Linked DNA regions of Hordeum vulgare: regions 2 and 3 are each linked to region 1. A link is a contact called in public Hi-C and HiChIP or PLAC-seq data. All regions are on one chromosome and are shown on one strand. The core of a region is the stretch at or near the end of the contact, and the rest is flanking DNA. Distances in the headings are between cores, read along the strand shown. Region 1 holds the start of LOC123448934 (protein disulfide isomerase-like 5-1). Region 2 holds the start of LOC123448931 (lipid phosphate phosphatase gamma). Region 3 holds the start of LOC123448933.

Region 1 (4,823 bases), core at 1,286-3,785:
GGTCCTCTGAACCGATTTTTTTTCTTTTTCATTTTTCTTCATTCTTTTTTTCCTTTTTCTGTTTAAAAAAATATTATGGATTTTTGTAAAATGTTCAGGATTTTCAGGTTCTTCACATTAGCAAAATGTATTTTTAGAAAATGTACCGGATTATTCAAAAATGTTCTAGATTTCCCAAAAATGTTTTGAATTTTTCAAAAATTGTTCAGAATTTTTAAAAATCGTTTACAAATTTGATAAATGTTTGAAATTGTTCTTGAATGTAAAACTTGTTATGTGTTGGAAAATGTATAAAAAATTGTTCACGCTTTCAAATTTATTTATGATTTTTCAAAAACACTCCCCAAGATTCAAAAAATGTTCGTGCTTTAACAATTTGTTCGTACTATCAAATTTGTTCTCCGTTTTTTAAAAAATTAAAATTGTTCGCGCAACCAATTTTGTTCGGGGTATTTCAAAATTGGTCTCCATTTCAAAATTTCATTCCCAAGATTCAAAAAATGTTCGTGCTTCCAAATTTGTTAACAATTTTCCAAAAAAAATCACAGTTTTTCCAAAATTGTTTTTAGTTTCAAAATTTGTTCTAAAGATTCAAAAAATGTGTGTGCCTTAAAAATCGCATTTCCAAATTTCATTGGGGTTTTTCAAAATAGTTCTCTGTTTCATAATTTTGTTCTCAGGATTCAGAAAAATGTTCATGTTTTAAAAAAATGTTCGCGCTTCCAAATTTGTTCAGGATTTTTCAAAATTGTTCTCGGTTTCAAAATTTGTTCTCAACATTCAAAATGGTTCGTGCTTTAAAAAATTTGTTTGGGGTTTTCAAAATTGTTTTCCTTTTCAAAATTCTGTTCTTAGGATTCAAAAAATGTTCGTCCTTCCAAATTTGTTCATGATTTTTGAAAATTATTCTCGTTCCAAAATTTGTTCTCAAGATTCAAAAATTGTTCGTGTTTAAAAATTTGTTCACGCTTTAAAATTTGTTCTGCGTTTTAAAAATTGTTCATGTTTAAAAAAAATCAGGAGTTTCAACAAATGTTTGTGTTTTCAAATTTTGTTCACAAGTTTCAAAATTTGTTCGTGGTTCCAAATTTTATTTTAGAATTTTGGGAGCATGTTCCCCCTACCAAAAAATGTTCATGATTTACAAAAAAATGTTCTTAATTTTGAAAATGTTACACTTTCAGAAAATGTTCACAATTCGAGAAAAGTGTTTGCCTTTCACTGAGCATTCCATCTTTTGGAAAAAAAATGCTTTTGTATTCCCTAAACTAACTCAGATCTGCACGGTGTGTTTATTGTTTAAGACTGATCCTTCCATTTTGAATTGATATGAGTCCTAGCTCATGTGGTAGTAACACTTCCTGAAAAGCATTCAATCATGTGTTCAAATCTCCGGGGTTGCAACACTTTTTGAGCTACAATACACGTCAAATATCGATCGTGGTCTTCATGGGCCGGTCTAGTCGTGCGAAACGGTGACTCCTTGCCTCAGAGAGTGGCATATAGGAGGTCACGGGAATTGCGGGAGCTCCTACATGCTGCTCGTTACGGCAGGAAGTTCCACACACGCATAGGGGGTCTCAAAAAAATTTGATAACTATTTTTTTTTTCATTTTCCTGTTATTTCCTTTCTTTTTTCCTTTTTTTTTCTTTTCAAATTTGAAGCAAAAAACATATTTCTAATTCAAAGAACATTTTTTGAATTTTCAGATTTTTTTTAATTTATGAACAGAGTTTGAAAAACAACAAATTTTTGAAATTTGAACGTTATTTAAAAGCAAGATTTTTTCTTGAAAATTAAGAATAACTTTCAAACACGAATTTATTTTAAAAAATGAAAATTAATTTTATATTCTGAACTTTTCATGAAAATACTGAACGTTTCCATAAAATACTGAACATTTTTTAAAACTCTTAAGCATTTTTTGAGACTCCCGAACATTTTTTGAAGTTATGAATATTTTTGAAAATGTAGAGTATTTAAAATTTATAACATATTTCTAAAAATCAAAAAAACATTTCTATATTTGAAAAATGATCTTGAAAATACATAAGACTGTTTGAAAATCCAGAACATCTTTTGAAAATTCAGAACACTTTAAAAAATCATTTTTCGAATTTGAAGAATATTTTTTGGAAAAACAAAACCATTTTTCGAATTTTAAGAACAATTTTTGAAAATTTCAAACATTTTTCGGAAAATCATAACCTTTTCAGAAACAGAATTGAAAAGGAAAAAAAGATAAAGAAAAAGAAAACGAAAAGAAAATGGTTCAGGAAATTTGTAGAAGTTTCCCGAACTCGAAAAAACCCGGCTACGACCTCTAAAAGGTTCCCTGAACCAGAATCACTGAAATTCTCTAATGAGCCGGTGCATATGACGTCGCGGTCTCCTAAACGACAGTCCAGCTTAAAATAGGCGACGATAGTGGCCCATGTCCAGTTGTAGGCCAAGATTCCACCGTCGCCATCTGTCCTAGCCCGACCCGGCCCGGACCGGCCCAGAGAAATACATCATCGACCCACCCCGACTGGCGTATCCGCCTTCTCCTCGTCTCCCCGTCTTCGCCGTGGCCGTCCTCCGTTCGAGCCATGGATCCGGCTCTTCGGCGCCGCTCCCGCCTCCCTATCCACCTCCTGCTGGTGGCCGTCACGTTACTGGCGGCCCTCGCCGCGCGATCCGGCGCCGAGGTCATCACCCTCACCGAAGAGACCTTCTCCGACAAGGTACTGACTGCTTTCCCCTTGTCGTGCATCTCCCCCCTTCCACCTCCCCTTCGAGGTGTGATAGCTGTACTGTGAAGCATACCGAGGACACGTTAACTGCTAATTTTCGACTGGTCACTTGGTGGCGCTGGGATGCAGTGTAGCAGGCGGCGTGCTTAGTTAACATGTAGCCGTTTCCCCAGATTCGTCACTGGTTCAAGCATGATTCTTAATAATAAACCGATAGATCAGTATTCTTCGTGTATTAATTGTTCCACTTACGGAAGGTTCGGTGTTTAGATGCGGCGCTCCTTCTTAACTCCTGTATGGTTCAAGTTGCTTCGCTGCAATGCTTGTTGTGCACTGCCGTTGCTTAAGCCAGTTTGGGTTTATCTCTTGTGTTTAGATAAAGGAGAAGGACACGGTGTGGTTTGTGCAATTCTGCGTCCCTTGGTGTAAGCACTGGTAAGCTCTACATGTCATGGGGTGACATGGATATATATATCAACTACAATGCGAGTTTTGACCGCTTGCTGCTAAACAAGGATGCCTTCTTCATCTACACAGCAAGAGCCTAGGAACTCTTTGGGAGGACCTCGGAAAGGTCATCGAAGGTACAGATGAAATTGAAATCGGAAAAGTTGATTGCGGTGCAAGCAAACCAGTCTGCTCAAAGGTGGACATTCATTCATACCCAACATTCAAGGTATTCTATGATGGCGAAGAAGTTGCAAAATATAAAGGTAATCTCTCTCAAATCTTACTTTTGTTTGACAAAGGACAACATAAACTAAATACTAGGAGTACTACCATGAAAACCATGTTGGAATCTATTGCATTGGGTTCGATACTCTTGAAAAGTGATAGATTAGAAACCAAAACCACGCTGTTGACTTGTATTGTCAGAGTAGGACATGACTCTTAAAAGATTAAAACCGATGAACTTGCATCAAAAGGTTCTCAATGATTGCATTTTAGGCGAGATTTTCTTTAGAAACCTGGTCAACTATGACCTAGATATTATTGATATATCACCTACTCCCTCCGTTCACTAATATAAGATGTTTTAGCTTTTTCTTGAATCGGATGTGTATAGACACATTTTAGTATGTTCATTCACTCATTTCAGTCCGTATGCAGTCCATATTGAAATATCCAAAACATCTTTTATTTACAAACAGAGATAGTAATTCTTAACAACAGAGATGACGCTATTTCCATAACTAAATAAACAACATTAGGGAGGGAAACTCGTGTACAACTTTGTTCATATATCTTCTTTTTTTGGTTTTATTGATCATGAATGCAGGTTTTTTCAATATTAGACTAGATGTATATGTTATCATGTTGCTCACCCTGTTGGATTTGTTGTGGTACTTTGTTTGTTAAAATCCTATTCAATAGCGAGTCTCCACATTCAACCACCAGTTATAATCCTGTAATGTATCATGTTCCTAAAAGTTGATTGAATGTGCAGTTGTAGTTTTCTTGCACTGTCATTTGTCATCATCACTCAAAAGATCAAAATTACTTCTCCTCTGCTAGTGATGTTCTAACTTCTGATTCACATAGCATTAGTGATATTGACAAAATTACTTCATATATCTTCCTTTTGGACCTTGCATGATCATATACAGTTTGGCGATACGTTCTTTTACTGCATTTTCTAACTGCAGCTGTGCTGTTATTTGAAAATTATGTATGGTTCTTTGTTTTGTCAATATTCAGCTAGTGAATGCTCAATGCCTAATCCAACTACTCAATGGCATTACAGGGCCTAGGGATGTGGAATCTCTCAAGAATTTTGTGTTGAACGAAGCTGAGAAAGCAGGAGAGGCGACACTTGAAGATGAGCTATAGATGTTCGTAGCAGGCACATGCCGCCGATAGACGATGATATTCTGGTCAGGCAACTTTGGATGCTGCTCGACCTGTTTAAATTTTACAACCGAGTTGGCTTGTACCGCCGCCTCCTGGCGCTTGTCACTAACTTAGAATGGTACCATCTCAGATGCAAGAAGGAAATATTTTTGTAACTTTTAACCTTTTCAACTATTTTTTAAAAGCTATTTGCGGGCTTAACTTTTGGTGTGTACGAAATACAACCCATCTATTCA
Region 2 (4,823 bases), core at 1,337-3,836, 320 kb before region 1:
AGGTTTATCGAACCAATAGGAATATCAACCACAACCATCTTCAGCGATTGCACACAAAATAACAAACAACTTGCACCCAACGCGGGCAAGAGGGTTGTCAATCCTCTTGTCTTGTTATTTGCAAGTAAGCGAGGTGTGTACATAATTGTAGATAGCAGGATAAAATAAAAACAAGTAAATGACAGTAAGGTAATGAAGGTTTTATCAATATGTTGTGAATAGACCCGAGGGGCATAGCTTTCCCTAATGGCATCTCTCATGGAATAATAGCATTCGGTGGGTAAACAAATTACTATTGGGTAATTGACACAAAAGCGGATAGTTATGCGATATTCACAACAATGATCATGTGTATACATGCATCACGTCCATAAACAAATAGACTGACTCCTGTCTGCACCTATTACTATTATTCCACTCATCGACCGCTATCCAGCACGCATCTAGAGTATTAAGTAAAACAGAGTAATGCATGGAGAACAATGTCATGATGTAGACAAAGTAAACTCAAGCAATATGAATGAACCCCATTGTTTTATCCTTAGTAACACCAACACAAAGACACATCTTGTCCCCTTATGTCACTGGGATATAGAAATTCGCCAGGTTGAACCTACTATAATGCACCTCTCTCACCGAACAAATATCGATGGTTTTTTTTGGAGGCTGGCATGTATACCGTCCAGCGGCCATGGCATGACGTCGGCGTGAACTCTGGGCGATGGCATGGCCGCTAGCATGATCAGCGGCCGCGTGCCTTTCTAATATTATGTACGGACGATATTTAGATATACGTGTTGGACGCAATGTTGATCCAAATGCGGAAGGGAATGTACGAGACGGCCCAAACGGACAAAAGGCGAACAAAGTGAGCGTTCGTTTGGGTCTGCGCATGAATTTGCTCTTAAGATGTTTAGTTGGATCTACCGAGAGCGCCTCAACCAAGTTAGTGGAGTATACTTTTACTCCGGCCCCAAAAGTTTCCCTATTTTCACTCCTCTGATTGGTGGCCGAGTAAAATGATGCGCCTCTCTCTCGTGTCCGCTCTGCCGCTGCACTTTGCCAGTGCACCTCCCGCCGGTCCCCGACCCCGCCGCTACCTCATTCCATCCCTTGCCCTCTGTCGCCATTCTGTCCGTCGGCCAGCCTGTTCGGCACCCATGATCGTCGCCAAAATCAAGGTGAAATGTCGTCGCCGTTTCCGTTGTTGATTCGTTTGATTTCTGTCAAGTTTCTTCTTCTTCTAGCAGTCTCCGCATCTCACCTTGCTTGAGAACCATTGCAGGTCACCCGCCACTCGCCGGTTCGGTCTAAACCACGTCGGTCGGCTTTTGCACCACCACCGCACCCCAAGTGTTCGAAGAATTGCCTAGGTGAGTTTTTTTTGTTTGTTTCTCTTTGAACCGAGTCGTTTGGATTTAACCGAACCATTTGGATGGTAGATGAAGAGGTTGAGGGAGATGGCATTGGAGGACTCATCCTCATCCGAAGAGGAGGAAGAAGACGACAATGACTTTCACACCGTTGAGGGAGAAGGCGTGATTTTCAATGATGATGTTCGGCGGCCGTGGAAAGGATCACAATTTGGCCGCATACACATCAACCATGGTAGAGTGGAGGGTCATGCCAAGATCATGAAAGAGTACTTTGATCCAAACCCAACCTATCCGGAGAAGTACTTTTGCTGATGCTTTCGAATGCACACAAGTCTTTTTCTGACCATTGCAAAAGTTGTTGAGAGATAATATGACCGGTTCAAACTACGAAGAAATACATGTGGAGAGATCAGTGCAAGCCCTCTGATGAAATGCATTGCAGTTGTTCGAGTCTTGGGATATGGGTGTTCTGCCAGTGCAATTGATGACTATATACGCATTGGCGAAGACACAATCCTAGAGGTTGTACGAAGGTTCATCAAAGTAGTGATCGTTGTCTTTGGCCCGGAGTACTTGAAAGCACCAACCAAGGAAGACACCCATAGGATGATGACTGAGAGTAAAGTAAGAGGATGGCGAGGGATGCTTGGATCACTTGACTATATGCATTGGAGATGGAAGAATTGTTTTGCACGGCAGACGGGTCAGTACAAAGGCCACATCAACTATCCAACTATCATTCTTGAAGCAGTTCAAATTTGAATAATTCGATTTGTAAACCTTGAATTCAGTTTGTAAACTATATTTGTAATTTGGTTGAACATTCAAATTTATCTTTAGCTTTTATATGTATGCTAATACCTAGTTGCAATTTATATTGAAACACGGTCTTTTAAAAAAAATACTTCGTTATATTTAGGAGATCGGCTAGATCCGGTCAAAAATTAATAAAAACATATATTCCCTTCGTTTTAAAATAACTATCTCAACTTTATACTAATTCTAGTATAAAGTTATACTAAGCTTAAGACAGTTATTTTAGGACGGAGGGATTACTTTACTAAGGCCTTTTACTTCATTATAAGTTGTAGAGGATTGGTTAGAGTTGGCCTTAATCTGGACCATGAGATTCATCCGTAGCTCTAGGCTTGTCGTTGTACCCCACCCCCACGCGTCCACCGTCCACGCCCCACTTCTTCTGGCACGTCGGTCCGCCCCGCTCGGAAAGTACGCGCAGATCCCCTACGCGATACCCCAATTGAAGAAGAGAGGAAAAAGGAGAGCGAGCTCTGCGGCGGAGGAGCATGTCCGGGCCGGGGGAGTACCAGGAGATGGCCGCGTCGGTGCCGCCGGCGCTCAAGGCCATCACGCTCACCCACGTCCGCTACCACCGGGGCGACAGGGTCGGCCTCTTCCTCGCGTGGGTCTCCCTCGTCCCCGTCTTCATCAGCCTCGGCGGCTTCGTCTCCCACTTCATGTTCCGCCGCGAGCTGCAGGGCATCTGCTTCGCCGCGGGGCTCCTCGTCTCGCAGGTCCTCAACGAGCTCATCAAGCACTCCGTCGCGCAGTCCCGCCCGGCCTCGTGCGAGCTGCTCGAGACCTGCGACTCCCACGGGTGGCCGTCAAGCCACGCGCAGTACACCTTCTTCTTCGCCACCTACCTCTCGCTCTTCGTGCTCCGGAGGTCGCCGGCGAGCCGCGTCATGGCCGCCTTCACATGGCCGCTCGCCTTCCTCACCATGCTCTCCAGGGTGTACCTCGGATACCACACCGTCCCGCAGGTTAGAGCCCCTGAATTTCGGATCCGATCCGCGGGGACGTGATGAAATTTGATGATGCACTTCTAGCCAATGATTGGGCATTGCAATCAGATAGTTTAAGACCTCCTCGCAATGCGAGATTTGTAGAACACTGGGATAGAAAAGACTAGTTGACATCCTACAGGAATTGAAAGAATAGAACAACCCAACCTTTCTATGAAAGCAGTCCGTATGAATTTTGGCGCTTTCACTCCTTTGATCCAAAGGGCCTTCACAGGAGAAGTTCGTATGGTTGAAATCATAGGGATTATTTACAAATGAGTTTCACTTGGTTGAAAGTCCTACATTTGAATTTCAACCATCCGAATTTGCTTATCTGCTTGTATATGAATTTCAACCATAGGAATTTGCATATCTGTTTGTATATGAATTTCAACCATAGGAGTTTGTATATCTGTTTGTATATGAATTTCAACCATAGGAATTTGCATATCTGTTTGTATATGAATTTCAACCATAGGAATTTGCATATCTGTTTGTATATGAATTTCAATTGGTTGAAATCCATCAATTGAAGCATTTGGATATAAAACTCAAGACTATTTCTTTGAAAACACAAAAATTACAGCTAAAGCGCTATTCTTATGGCCTCAATAGGTGAAATTCATATGGTTAATCTGTTGGACCTATCCGTTTACATATTTAACCATAGGACAATTACATTTTCGTTGGATATGTACTTGAAACTTGGGTCTTCTCTCTTCATAGTATACTTATTCCTGAATCAGCAGTGTGATTCGGCTTAACGGCGTCATCCTTTAGAAAAGTTGGTGGTCTCCCTGCATACCAGCTTGTTTGGAACATCGTTTGGTTTTATTGCTTTCATTTTAACCGAAATGTCATGACTGCCACTGAAAAAACTGACAGATATTTCAATTTGATGGGTTCGTTAGGTTTTCGCAGGAGCAGTAGTCGGCCTTGTATTTGGTGCTATCTGGTACTGGTTCGCCAACACCATTCTTGCTCAATACTTCCCAATGATTGAGGAGAGCGCAATTGGGAGGTGGTTTTATATCAAGGATACTTCACATATTCAGGATGTGCTCAAGTTTGAGTATGATAATGCAAGGGCAGCAAGGAAGAAAGTTGCTACTGATTGAGGATGTAAGCCACAGCATATCTTAACTTTTTGATCATCTGGCAGATCTTGCTCCAACATGAATAACCATATCTCTACATCACAAGTATTCCGTTCTGCTCTTACATGAAGTATAAGCTGCCATCATCCATTAAAACATGCTTCAGATTAGCAGTTTACAAATAGCATATGTAATTAAGTAGATGCATATCATTTGACCTAATTATTTTTATGGAAGGGTCTTAGGTTCTTTGTGATATGACAATACCTCATAATTCCCACATATCAACTTCTTTCTCCAGGAGATAAAATCACCTGACCTACTCACATTATCTGCAAAGTTCAAAAGGGCGCTAGGTGTAAATTGTGCGTTTTGTGACCTCTTGCGCCTAGCTTGCTTATGTGCTGCTTAGGCGTGCCTAAGCATTCCGTACAATACTGTACTGACACCGTACGGACAAGCCAGCAGGACATAGCTGGGATGGCTGGGGAAGTAGTTTCAGCTGGAAAAACATAGGAATATCAATACTAATGCCTCTCAAGCTCTCT
Region 3 (4,823 bases), core at 957-3,456, 270 kb before region 1:
ATCAAAGTAAGGGGAGGATACATATATGGAATGGGACAGGATCATGAATAGAACACTGCAAAAGAACATAGAATAGCATCTGGTCTAGGCTACCTGCCACCCGGTCAGGAATGTAGCGCAGAGCACTCCAAGCATGCATGCCACCTCCAGAATAGCCTACAACCCAGAACTTGTCCACAATCCCAAGGGCATCGGCCAAATGAAGCATGTCTAATGCAGAAGAATTCAGATTTCGGCCTGGATGAGGATCACTTTCACCAAAACCAGGAAGATCATAGGTCACAAGTCGTGCCCCAAATTCCTCTAGAAGAGATGAGCTGATTCCAGGAATTCCTGCATAGAAAGGAGCAAAATGGATAAAAACTGCAGCATGGCACAATACGATAGCCCAGAAGCAACGTAACCGCTGTTCTTACCAGCTAGCCTTGATGAAAGAAAAGAATGGGGGGCAACCAGTGAAAATCTTGCCCTTCCAGCTGAAATTCCTTTTTCTTCGTAAGCCAGATGCCTTCCATCAGGAAGTTGAAATCTTTTAGCATTTGGGGGGCTTATGTAAAGTTTCTTCGGTTGCTCCACTGGGGTATCATCGCCACTTCCTACACCTAATACTGCACAGAAATAGTGTCACTAATGAAGCAACCAACTTAGGAGTAGTGCGTTTATTCTACGTGCACATAAAATTTTGTTGTTGACTGAAACACTTAACACATACAAGAGACTTCTTCTGGTGACTTGTGCAATGGCGTAATAATTGTGCAATGTCAAACAGAGTAAATTTGATATAAGCATTTGCAATGGCACTGTGGATAGATGTTCTATACTGTCATTTTATTTTCCTTGCCTAACAGGATAATAATGGTGATATCACCATGAGATTAGAAAATCGAATAAAATGCCTAACGTTTAGACACTGAACAACACCTGCCTCTTAGCAAGCAAGAAGCTTTATGTTCGCACCAAGACCTGACACTACAATAACCCATTAGAATTAGCAACAGAGCCCACACAGCCAAAGTAAGCAGCTCGGCTGACACAATGGTAAAACAATTGACTACCCTTCCCTCAAAAGAAAAAAAAAATCCATTAGGTTGACTTGGCAAATCTAACAGAATTTTAAAAGAGACCTTGGTGATTTTTGTATTTTACTTTTAGAGAAACAACGGAAGCTCACATTCATTAATCATTTAAGAGGGCATTAACAATTGTCCCGTATAAATTGGGAAGGAAGAATGGCACAGAATCAACCCAGAGCCCCACTATACTCAGGACTAGGCTGTTTGGCACACAAGTGTTGCAGCACCCACCCATGGTGTACTGCTTTGCTTTTTACCCCGTCAACAAATGTCTGCCCAAGCACACTAGGCAATAGGCATGGATCCCACATTGGAACCCTTTTCTCGTCAACATTCGGAAAAAGAAAAGCCGGTAGAGAACGAGCGAGACTGACTCTATAATCGGAAGCAAACCCTGGCCTAAAAAAGCAGCACAGTACTCTAGTTTGAACCCCCAGGGTTACTAGTCAGTTAGATCCATCCCCTCAAACCAGCAAATACTGCGCATAACGCGCACACACGATGCGCGACGACACGCGACACGCGCTACACGCTCGGCCGGAGGTAGAGAGCAACGTGCACGCGAGGTAGAGAAGAGCGGCGGGTGAGAGATCAGCGGCGGTTACCGAGGAGCGCGACGAATGCGACGGCGGCAACGACGGCCCAGCACCTGACGGGGTCGCGGTCCTCGGGGAGGTACTCGTTCATGAAGCTGAGGCGCTTGCCCGCGGCCGCCGCCGGCCGCCGCAGCCGCCGCGCGAGCTCGCTGTCCTCGGCGCCGGCGAGGCTCTGCGCGGCGACGTCCCACACGCCGAGCCCCAGCTCCCGCAGCATCTCCGCCGTGGACTCGGCGAACCCCCTGGCCTGCTGCGCCCACCCCTCCTCCACCTTCCCCTCCTCCTCCTCCCCGTACCAACCGCCCCCGACCGCCGCCGCCCCCGAATTGGGCGCCGGCGCCGCGGCGGCAGGGAGGCGCACGCCCGTGTCGCCGACGAGCGTGGCCAGCTCCTCGTGCCACGTCATCGTCGTCGCCGCCGCCATCGCGCCGCCGATCGCCTCCGCCCGCGCGTGCGTTTGGTGGGCTCTTGAGAGAGGGAGGAACTCTCCGCGGCGCAGCGCAGCGAGGAGTGGCGAGTGAATGGAGAGGAGACGGGGTTGAAATTGAAATGGAGGCGAAACTGGGAACTGTAGCGGCAGGGCTGGTGGGTTGGGCCCCACCTGGGTGGTTTGCCCGGTTGGTTGTTCTGGGGTTGCTTTCGTTCTCCGCGGGCGTACGCGGATCTGCGCCGTAGGGTGCGACGATCCGACGGCGGATGGTGTTAGCGAGCGGTTCGATTGGCGCGGAATGGCCTATGGGTACCCCGTCGTTTGCACCGGAAAAATGCATGCTAACGTACGTTAGATATATATAGGGATGGGATTCATTCTGCTCGGCCGTTATTATATTTTTCTTCGGAAAAACTTTCAAACTATTCACCAAACATCATGACAGAGCAAAGAACATCATAAATAATGAAAATTAAAATGATTTGGTGTGATTTGCCATACCGTTTGTGTTGTTGGGTTTTTCATAATTGTTCTATTCATACTCCCCGTCCCAAAATTCTTATCTTAGGTTTGTTTACAAATGAATGTATCTAAATATTAAAACATGACTAGATACATTCATATCTAGACAAATCTAAGATAAGAATTTTGGGACGGAGGGAGTATGTTTTACTTCTTCCGTCTCAAAATTCTTGTCTTAGATTTGTCTAAATATGAATGTATCTAGTCATGTTATAGTATTTAGATACATCCACTTTTAGACAAACCTAAGACAAGAATTTTGGGATGGAGGGAGTATAAAATCTGGTGTATCAGTTTTTGTAAAGCCAAACATCTTTAAATTTGACCAAATTTGTATAGAAATATATAAATATCCATAATATTAAATCGGTACCATTAGGTTCATCATGAAATGAATTTTCATAACTTATTTTATTTAATATTGTGGATGTCGATGATTTTGTCTCTAAACTTTGTCGAAGTGAAACAAATTTGACTTCTCAAAATCTAACATGTCTTATATTTTGAAACTGAGGAATTATTTGGCTTGCAACTAGGCAAATGAGGGAAATGATGAAGCATGTTTTCTTTTATTTATAATATGATGTTTTCATGGGCTTTTTACGGTGTGATTATGCATTATCTGCATATCAACTTATACTTACATGGAAAATTTCTGCATCGATGGTTGCATGCATTATATTAGTGTTGTAGTGTCACATATTGGCGTTTTCTTTGTCCTAGGTGGTGAGAGGATGCGGGGGCTTGATCTATTTTTATAGGATGATTGTTGTCGATTGATTTGAAAAATCGTTGACCCTGTCAAAGCAATGAAACAAATCTTAAATTAGCTCAATCGAAAGGGAGAACTTCAAAATTAGGGAGCATGATGAATGAAAAGAATTAGACTCCTTGATGTAGACCTTAATTAATCGTGAGGCCCTAATTAGGGATCACAATGTATTACTAGAAGGGTTGGGCGCGCTTTGATGCGTCGTTGTGTTCTTGGGGTTTCTCTGCCCACTCGGTTTTAAAATATGAAGTGTTCTAGTTTTTTGTAAATCAAATCTCTTTAGGTTTGACCAAATTTGTAGTGAAATATATCAATAATCATGATATCAAATCGACATCATTTGCTGCATCATGAAATGAATTTCTATATTTTTTTTTATTTAGCATTGTGATGTCAATGTTTTTGGCTCTGAACTTGATCAAAGTTAAAGAAATTTGACGTTTCAAGAAACCAATACACCTTATATTTTAAAACTGAGAGGAGTATTTGGTTTTGACGAGTGGTGTAGATGAAAGAGTGTCTTTACTTTTTATTTATAATGTGGTGTTTTGGTGGGGCTTTTGCAATGTGATTTTGTGTTATTTGCTGGCCAGCACATACTTACGTAGGAATTTTTCTGAATCGTGATTGCATATACTATATTTGATGCTATGGTATCATATATTCACGTTTATTTTTTCTAGGTGTTGAGAGGCGTGCGCTAGATTGATATGTTTTTATAGTCTGATCGTTGAGGATTGATTTGAAAAATTGTTGACCTGGCCAAAATTATAAAACCAAATCTAAATTGAATAACTCAGTTGAACGAAAGAGCTCCAAAATTAAAGAGGGCAATGAACTAAAGAATCGAATGGGGAAACTTCTTGAGAGAATAAAATATCATTGAGCCGATCAAATTGGGTGACTAATGAATAACTCAATTGACGCGAGGCGTCAAAAAATTATGGAGTATAGTGTATTAATAGAATAGATTACATCCATACCCATAGACCAACCAACACTTGTAATCACCGGAGCGAGCCGAATACGAGTCGTCGTCATTGCTCCTCCCTCATCTAAGTCATAAAAAACTTGTTGTGGTAGACACTCGAAAAATCTTCATGTTAATCCCCAAGGGACCAGCACACCGAGCAGTAATCATAATTGACGAAGAGAAGCATAGATTAAAATGATATAAATTGTAGAGACACGGAGGAAAATGTCAAAGTACAGGACTATGTAGATCTATTAAAGACAAACACGATCAAACTGTAAGATTCGTCGAAGACACACCTTCGCATGTCGTCCGACTACACTAGACATGCTACCGGGACGGGGGCTATGTGGGGAGAGCTTTTATTCTATCTTTAAAAAGTCATCGCTGTCCAACTTTTTGAACAGGACACAAACCCTAAACAGACTAAAAACACCTAAAAATGAAGCATGAGCCC

The links. A called contact is a pair of places that touch in the nucleus more often than the background predicts. HiChIP or PLAC-seq counts read pairs in DNA pulled down with a chosen protein or histone mark.
Region 2: a contact with region 1 is called in a Hi-C map of seedling, with 6 times the contacts expected there. The contact joins the promoter of LOC123448931 here to the promoter of LOC123448934 in region 1. A contact is called at or near these places in 3 of 6 Hi-C or Micro-C datasets (leaf and seedling) and 1 of 1 datasets of contacts at active chromatin or transcription factors (embryo).
Region 3: an H3K4me3 HiChIP or PLAC-seq map of embryo shows a contact between it and region 1, with 8 times the contacts expected there. The contact joins the promoter of LOC123448933 here to the promoter of LOC123448934 in region 1. A contact is called at or near these places in 4 of 6 Hi-C or Micro-C datasets (leaf and seedling) and 1 of 1 datasets of contacts at active chromatin or transcription factors (embryo).

Annotation. Positions count from the first base shown.
Region 1 is chr4H:454,637,753-454,642,575 of MorexV3_pseudomolecules_assembly, forward strand. It overlaps LOC123448934 (protein disulfide isomerase-like 5-1), which reads left to right and starts at 2,536. Exons shown (of 4, transcript XM_045125980.1): 1 at 2,536-2,727; 2 at 3,113-3,171; 3 at 3,274-3,449; 4 at 4,481-4,788. The coding sequence starts at 2,593. The coding sequence ends at 4,566.
Region 2 is chr4H:454,316,288-454,321,110 of MorexV3_pseudomolecules_assembly, forward strand. It overlaps LOC123448931 (lipid phosphate phosphatase gamma), which reads left to right and starts at 2,587. Exons shown (of 3, transcript XM_045125977.1): 1 at 2,587-3,157; 2 at 4,090-4,300. The coding sequence starts at 2,681. The coding sequence ends at 4,296.
Region 3 is chr4H:454,370,301-454,375,123 of MorexV3_pseudomolecules_assembly, forward strand. LOC123448933 reads right to left here and starts at 2,207. Exons shown (of 6, transcript XM_045125979.1): 1 at 1,679-2,207; 2 at 417-608; 3 at 94-333. The coding sequence starts at 2,093.